Regions from separate parts of the Mus musculus genome. Here region 2 is linked to region 1. A link is a contact called in public HiChIP or PLAC-seq data. All regions are on one chromosome and are shown on one strand. Each heading gives the region's core, a stretch centred on a gene start, on an enhancer-like site or on the middle of the called end of the contact. The rest is flanking DNA. Distances are from core to core; before and after follow the strand shown.

The links. HiChIP or PLAC-seq counts read pairs in DNA pulled down with a chosen protein or histone mark.
Region 2: an H3K27ac HiChIP or PLAC-seq map of the NIH/3T3 cell line shows a contact between it and region 1, with 10 times the contacts expected there. The contact joins two enhancer-like sites. A contact is called at or near these places in 2 of 484 Hi-C or Micro-C datasets (adipose-derived mesenchymal stem cells and embryonic fibroblasts) and 2 of 115 datasets of contacts at active chromatin or transcription factors (the NIH/3T3 cell line and embryonic stem cells).

The regions. Positions count from the first base shown.
Region 1 is chr17:67,977,482-67,980,951 of GRCm38.p6, reverse strand. The region is part of intron 1 of Arhgap28 (Rho GTPase activating protein 28); the gene reads left to right. Among named protein-coding and RNA genes, the nearest start is that of Arhgap28, 25 kb to the left of the region's middle. Within about 2 kb of position 1,456, at least 94 of the 459 cell types and tissues checked have an H3K27ac peak or open chromatin away from gene starts, as enhancers often do. A contact at or near this core is called in the NIH/3T3 cell line, adipose-derived mesenchymal stem cells and embryonic fibroblasts, where this site is marked.
Region 2 is chr17:69,226,150-69,229,709 of GRCm38.p6, reverse strand. The region is part of intron 3 of Epb41l3 (erythrocyte membrane protein band 4.1 like 3); the gene reads right to left. Among named protein-coding and RNA genes, the nearest start is that of 2410021H03Rik, 49 kb to the left of the region's middle. Within about 2 kb of position 1,974, at least 67 of the 459 cell types and tissues checked have an H3K27ac peak or open chromatin away from gene starts, as enhancers often do. A contact at or near this core is called in the NIH/3T3 cell line, adipose-derived mesenchymal stem cells and embryonic fibroblasts, where this site is marked.

The sequences.
Region 1 (3,470 bases), core at 207-2,706:
AAGAAGAACTTTCATTCTTTTAGAGACGTTGAATTTATCCTCCCCACAAAAACCAAATCAATGGAGTACCAGGATCAGCAACTGTGTTCTTAACTAATCATAAGCACACACAGGAATCCTAGTGGCTCACCCTAAATCCCTGTGTCCAGACTTCATATTCCGCAGAAACAGACGTGACTCCTGCTCTCTGAGTCAGACTGTTTCTGAGTTTAGCTTGGCTTGTGGTTGAGTGACCCAGTTGGGTCTTATGTTTAACAGAGTTTTCTGGTGCTGTACAAAAAAAGGACAGGGCTGAGTCTAGTGTCATCATGATCTCTCCTAAGCAGTTTGGTGGTGCCACAAAGGCAAAGGAGATGGCAGAGGTCACTTCAGGTCTGGTTGTGTGCAATTAAGCTTGTTGCTAGCTGTGTTATCGCATGAACCTTTATAGGTTCTAGCAAAACGGTGAAAGGGATTCAGTCAGAGGTCTTCTGCATTCCTGGAATGATGCTGCTCACCGGCATAGAAGTTTCCAATCTCTAGAACGTGATTGGACTCTACATCCAGCAAGTGTCCAATCACAGGAGCCTTTGACCACATCCCTATCTATTTTGAGAAACTTATTTAGCATCTGGGGTATCCTTATATTTATAAATACCATGGCCATATTCTGTACCCGGAGAGACCTCTCCCAGTATTAAGAGTGTTTCTTTAGTGCCTGGAGATTAACTTTAACCAAGTGGAGGGCAAGTTCAATGTAAAAATAGTCTGTAACTAAAATAGAGACTGGCTGTTGCCTGCTGGGCTGGAGGCTCCAGTTAGATGCTTTTTCCTATAATCAGAATGTTTCTGGGCAGTGTGACCTCAGTTAGCAACTTCTGTGACTGGGGCACTATTCTCTGACCTGTTTCAAAAAAATGGTAGACCAAAGCCCTGGGAGGGGGGAATGTTGTGTGTACATAATCCCTGCGTAGGTATATATGCACTTCTGTTCTCTGAAGTAGAAAATGTTAAACATTACCAAGGTCAGGACCCAGGAGGGTCCTGATTTCTAGTCGCCACTTAAGGAAGACCAGAAGAATGGAAATCTTTTGGTATCTCATACATATGTGATGCAATCTCTTAATTGTATCCTCATAAGAGAACAAGGGGAAACAGAGAGTCGTTGGTCTGTCTCTCCCATGGTCAGGGCTCATCCTTAAATGGATGTTACTTAGTATTTCCAGTTCTTGTGTTGGATACCCAGGCCGGCTGTCTGTGTTCTGCATGTGAGATCTTCTGTCTCTGCCTTGTGTCCCAGGGTGGAGGAGGAAATGTGTGTGTGTGTGTGTGTGTGTGTGTGTGTGTGTGTGTGTGTGTGTGTGTGTGTGTGAATGGAGCATTTCTAAGATAAATGCTAGCATGTATCTGTCCTATGTTATGACAACACAAGACAAAAGCATTGAGCCAGCAATGAATCAGAGCAGTGGCTTGCTGTCTCTCTAGTAGGTCATAGAACACTAAAAATTCGGATTGAGCAATCGTTAGTAGACATCATGAGTCGTAAGTAAAGAGGCGGAGTTTAGTAGAAAAGTCAGAAACATACAAACCAGATATACTATACTATCAGCATTCCACAGGAATACTGACCAACTAGTTCCTGGGCTTTAGACATACTGTCCTCTTACTTGGAGCTCCGTGTTCTTCCTCCATCCCAGGAGGACTCTCCATCCCTCAGTTCCAGGACACTCGTGTCAGAGGATTCTTGGAAACTATATACCTCACTTTCCAGGCAAGGAGACTGAAGCTCTACACAATCCAAGCCTCTAATGACTAAACAGCTCTGCTAGTTCCTTTTCTGTTAGCTAAACAAACAGCCGGGGTTGATGGTCTGTGCCTAAATGCACAGGTTTACTGTGGCTCTGGGGTGGGAGGTTTCAGCCTGTGATCTGTTGGCACCATGGCTTGGGCCAGTGCTGAGTCAGCACAGCCTGGCTGGGTGTGCAAGGCAGAACAAAGCTGGGACCAGGGCCAGGATGTGGAAAGGGAAAGAGAAAGGCTGTCTTTCCGAGTCTGCCCGGAGGGCTCATTCCCAAGGACTCTGCTAGGCTCTATCACAAAAGGTCTGTCACCTCCCCTTAGATCCAGGTTAAAGGCCAACTCTTTCAGGTTAAGGGCCAACTCTTTAACACTTGGGCCTGTGGGAGACAGTCCAGATACAAACCACAGCATTTTTTTTTAATGGGAAGAACTGTTCACCATGTTTCAGGCTATGGTCCCTTGTGACGTGTATCCTTTGAGTGTGTTACTACGTCTACAGAGTGTCTCATACAGGTCCTTGGGTTTAGGTCCCCACTGCCCAAGTGCCAGGAATGTGGGCCAGTTTACAAAAGTGTCACCACCCTGCTCTTTGAAAGGAATATTTTGGTGGAAAGAGGTGTTTTAGATTAGAAATTAAGACATAGCCATGCATGTTGCTGCAGGCCTGGGATGGGGGAGGGGGAGACCAAGAGTTTGATTCCATCCCGGGCCCCATTTCAGAAAACTAAAGGCTAGCGATGTAGATTATGACAGCAGACTTGTTTGGCGTGCAGGAGGCCCTGTGTCCAGCCCCTTGCGCTATAGATTTACTTTAAGAACTGTAAATGTTGAGGTGCAATTATTTTTTCACTGACTGATGATTCTCAATTCAGAGTGGAAGAATGAGCGACTTTGGGGATGAATCCTCGGCAAGGACTCCAGAAATGAAGGAGGGGCCTTCATAGCATCCTCCTGATGAGCGCCAGCTCACCTTCATAGCATCCTTCTCATGAGCGCCAGCTCACCTTCATAGCATCCTCCTGATGAGCGCCAGCTCACCTTCATAGCATCCTTCTCATGAGCGCCAGCTCACCTTCATAGCATCCTTCTCATGAGCGCCAGCTCACCTTCATAGCATCCTTCTCATGAGCGCCAGCTCACCTTCATAGCATCCTTCTCATGAGCGCCAGCTCACCTTCATAGCATCCTTCTCATGAGCGCCAGCTCACCTTCATAGCATCCTCCTGATGAGCGCCAGCTCACCTTCATAGCATCCTTCTCATGAGCGCCAGCTCACCTTCATAGCATCCTCCTGATGAGCGCCAGCTCACCTTCATAGCATCCTTCTCATGAGCGCCAGCTCACCTTCATAGCATCCTTCTCATGAGCGCCAGCTCACCTTCATAGCATCCTTCTCATGAGCGCCAGCTCACCTTCATAGCATCCTCCTGATGAGTGCCAGCTCAGTTCTCTCCTCTGGCCTAATTCATTTTATCTGCAGGACTTTTCTTTCGATAAAGGCAGTGTGTATACACCATGCCTTTCGAGGTTCCCTCCATCTTCTTTCCACTCTTGGTCTGCGTAGTAATGACGGTTGGTCCCTACTGAGCCCTTCTGGCTGCCCAACCTTGGCCACACGTGCTTTCAGGCCTGTGGCTGCATGAGGCCAAATGTACCTATGAGTTCACCCAACACAAACTTGTAAACCTACC
Region 2 (3,560 bases), core at 725-3,224, 1.2 Mb before region 1:
ATCTTCTGAGCTATTAACTGGGCAAGGCTGCGAGTAACCTTAAAAGAATGTCTGGGTCACTATGGAAACTCCCCACAAGAATCATTATAGCATTTACCAGGGAAGAGAGAGCAAGATCTACAATAAATGTGAAGAGAAAGGATGAAACTGGGCAGACAGAAGAGATGCAAGTGACTCAGACCACTCTCCATTTTATTTCAACTCATATTTAAAGTGAAAGGCATCATTATTACAATTATCTTATTATTCTATTTAATCTCATCCCAAGGTAACAAGAGACCTGCTTCATCACACCCCCATCCTAGTCTAGTCCTTTCATGAATGCTGATTGCAGGTTTTAAAAGTTTTATATAAAGTCACTGTACAACTAAAAGGTCTCTTCTTCTCTACCTAACTACAGAGCCATTAGAACAGGATCATATGGGTGTTCACTTGGAACACTACGAGTATGTTCTACTACATGTATGTATCTTGTCTCACACCAAGGTCGATGCTTTTACAGTAGTCACATACTTAACAGGCTTAAGCTTAATAATTCTATATGGAGAAATAAACTTATTTGCATATCTAAGTACAATGCTTGCTTTGAGGGTATCTTGAACAGTAAAGAAAAGTATTATAATATTTCAGCTTCAATGCCCTGTGAGTGCTTTAGAGTTTATATAGGACGAAATTATTGAAATCATACCCTATGAACTGCAGTTTGGGTGCCTTGAGCCTCCTTTGGTCTTTCTACAATGGTGTCGATTCAAACTTAAGGTGAATTTAAATTTGGGCGCAGGGATTTGTGTGGCCGGCCCCTGTCCTTGTACAAGGAGGGGGACGAGCCCAGTTAATGTGTTCTTGTCAAGTCCCCATCTCTCAGGTGATGTCAAATCATCTGAGAGTTAAAGAACTGTTCGGACACACTGTTGAGACACTGCAGCCACATGAATCCTTCTCACCAGCTTCACACAGGAGGATGCCAGCCTAATGTCACTGGGATGCTATTAGGTCATGGCAGCTTTATCTATACTGTGTCCCAGTCCTTCAGGAGGACAGCTGGGGAAGGCACTCTGTGAGCCCAGGACATCTCTTGAGATGGTCCTATCTACTTGAACATGGGTGAGGGGATGTGGAATGGGAAGTCCTATTGGTTTCCCATTTATGCCACTGTATCTGGTTTTATCCATAATAAAATTCCTATGTTTAATAAAATGTGTGTGTGTGTGTGTAGAAACATAGATAGATAGATAGATAGATAGATAGATAGATAGATAGATAGATAGATATTTAGATAGATCCTTAAATACCCCCCAAAAGCCAAATCTTGGACATTTTTTCTGTAGAAAAACATATAAGAAGCTTATGGTGGGAGGACTGACCAACAGAACTTGCTGAATGGAAAGGAAGGTCTCTTGTGTGGCTGTAATCTTAAGCTGACATGGAATTATCAAATGCTTTTCAGGTTTTATTGAGAGGAGGTTTGAGTGGTTACGAATCAGTACCAGTGGCTATTGATAGTCACTCCTCCAGTAATCCTTGGGGTTTGCAGCAGCAAGTCTCCAGTAACTTCCATGGCATAACTGTGCTTCCCCTGAACAACTGAGATGGTCTATGGTTTGGACACTTGAGTGGCAGCTTTCTCGTTTGAGCCTTCCAGAGAGAGGGTGCTCTGTGAGCTAATCTCACCTCCAGTTTTATACTCATTTTATTTTCTATTTAAAAATCTTCTCATTTATCCTTTGTGTACTTATGTGAAGTGAAACATCTCAGATCCTCTGAGAGTAGGATCGAGACTAGACAAAGCCCCAAATCCTCTGAGAGTCAGACAAAGCCCAAGTTAAACTGTGTCTCTGAAACTGACCACAGCTCTAGCTGTGGGGTGGGGTCTGCTTGCCTCATACTGCCATCGGGACACATTCCTATCCCTGCCCTCTTTAGGAAAGCTCTGTAAACCATGACATTCTGGGCAAGATCTTCTATAAAGGGATGACTGGAGACATTACGGCATTTTGCTTGGGGGTAATTATCTTAAACTATTCATGTGCTCTCCCAGCTCAGGCTAATGGCATTTCCCTGAAGAATGTGGTGCCTCTTTGGTGACTGTATTTGCTGTCGCCATGGCATTCCATAAGAAATAACAAGTCTCTGTGTGCCTTTCCGTTTCCCAAACGTCACGACAAGAACAGTTTCTTGTGTGGCTGTGTACATCTGCTTACCATCACTCATTCCTCTGAGGGGCCCCGGGGAAAGCGGGGGCCATGTTACCAGTAGATGTGGCTCCAAGAAAGGGTTTCCTTTGCCCTTAAAGAGGAATTTCAAATATACCTACCAGGGAGAGACACAGCTGTCTGACACTGAAATGCTGCACCCCCATCCAACAAAGACATCGTGCATCCTGGGAAGAATTCTACACCCCACTAAATAGAGCAGTTCATAAATTATCAGCTATACCCCGTCTGTTTAGCCTCAAGTTCGTCATCTATAGAGTTCTCTCTTTCCCAGATAACTAAAGATCACAGGCAACAGCAACAGGATAGGTCAGTCTTGCAAGGGGAGCAACACAAGGACCACACATGACATTCATCTTGAAGCACGTGGTTCATTAATACTTATCTGACAAGGAAAAGAAACAGTTACTGGAGGCTAACTTTATTGGCAGCAAAGCTACGTGTTTCAATAAAGGTTCCGGCAGCAGCAAGTCTGTGACCTCTGGTAGAAAGACATATAAGAATCTGATGATGCCAAAGCTGACAATATAAACTCTTCAAGTGGAGAGAGAAGACAATCCTTTTGTTTTTCTGAAGAGAAGGAGTGAGACCAGATGTCTGCGCAGAGACCAGAGGGGAAAGAATCCCAAAAGAGAGGCAGGGGGACTGGGAGAGACATAAACAATGGACGGGGCATTATTTTTAGTTTCACGCTGGGTAAACATGAGGTTACACTTACAGAGATGTCTTTTTTCTATTTTGAAGAGTGACTGAATCACACCACTTCCCCCTGCTTCCCAGTACAGTAGCACAACCTTTAGAAAACACAATACTGCAGAATACTAGCTGAGCTGCTACCACTCACTGAAGCTGTTCAAAGAAAGAACTGGACCAGACATGCCTCTATGCCACGCAAAGCTGCAGTTCTTATCGGTAGGTATAACTGAGATAGTAACAAGCAAAAGGCGACACAAATCCAATTTGGAGAAATAAAAGAGCCTTGGCATTGGATTCAAGGGAGGCACGCTGGGACCAACCTCAAAGTATGACAACGCTCCATTACTCTTCCACAAATGGCAACCAGTCCCACCTCCTGTACCTAACAGAGAAACACCTTCAGTGGATATTTGAAGATGAAACAGAAATGCTTCCCTATACAGACTCCATGAAAATTGTTTGAACAAGCCTAATTCAACCAGAGCCACTCACAGTAACCTCTCAAGGGAACAGCCCACCCGAGTGATGTGTCAGACCACGCCTAATTGTAGAGGGTGGTTCTGATGCTAAGGTCCTGTTCCCCATTGGTTTGTGGTCGATCAATAAAATTGCCAGGGACCAATGACTGGGCCAAAGCTAAGAGGCGGGACT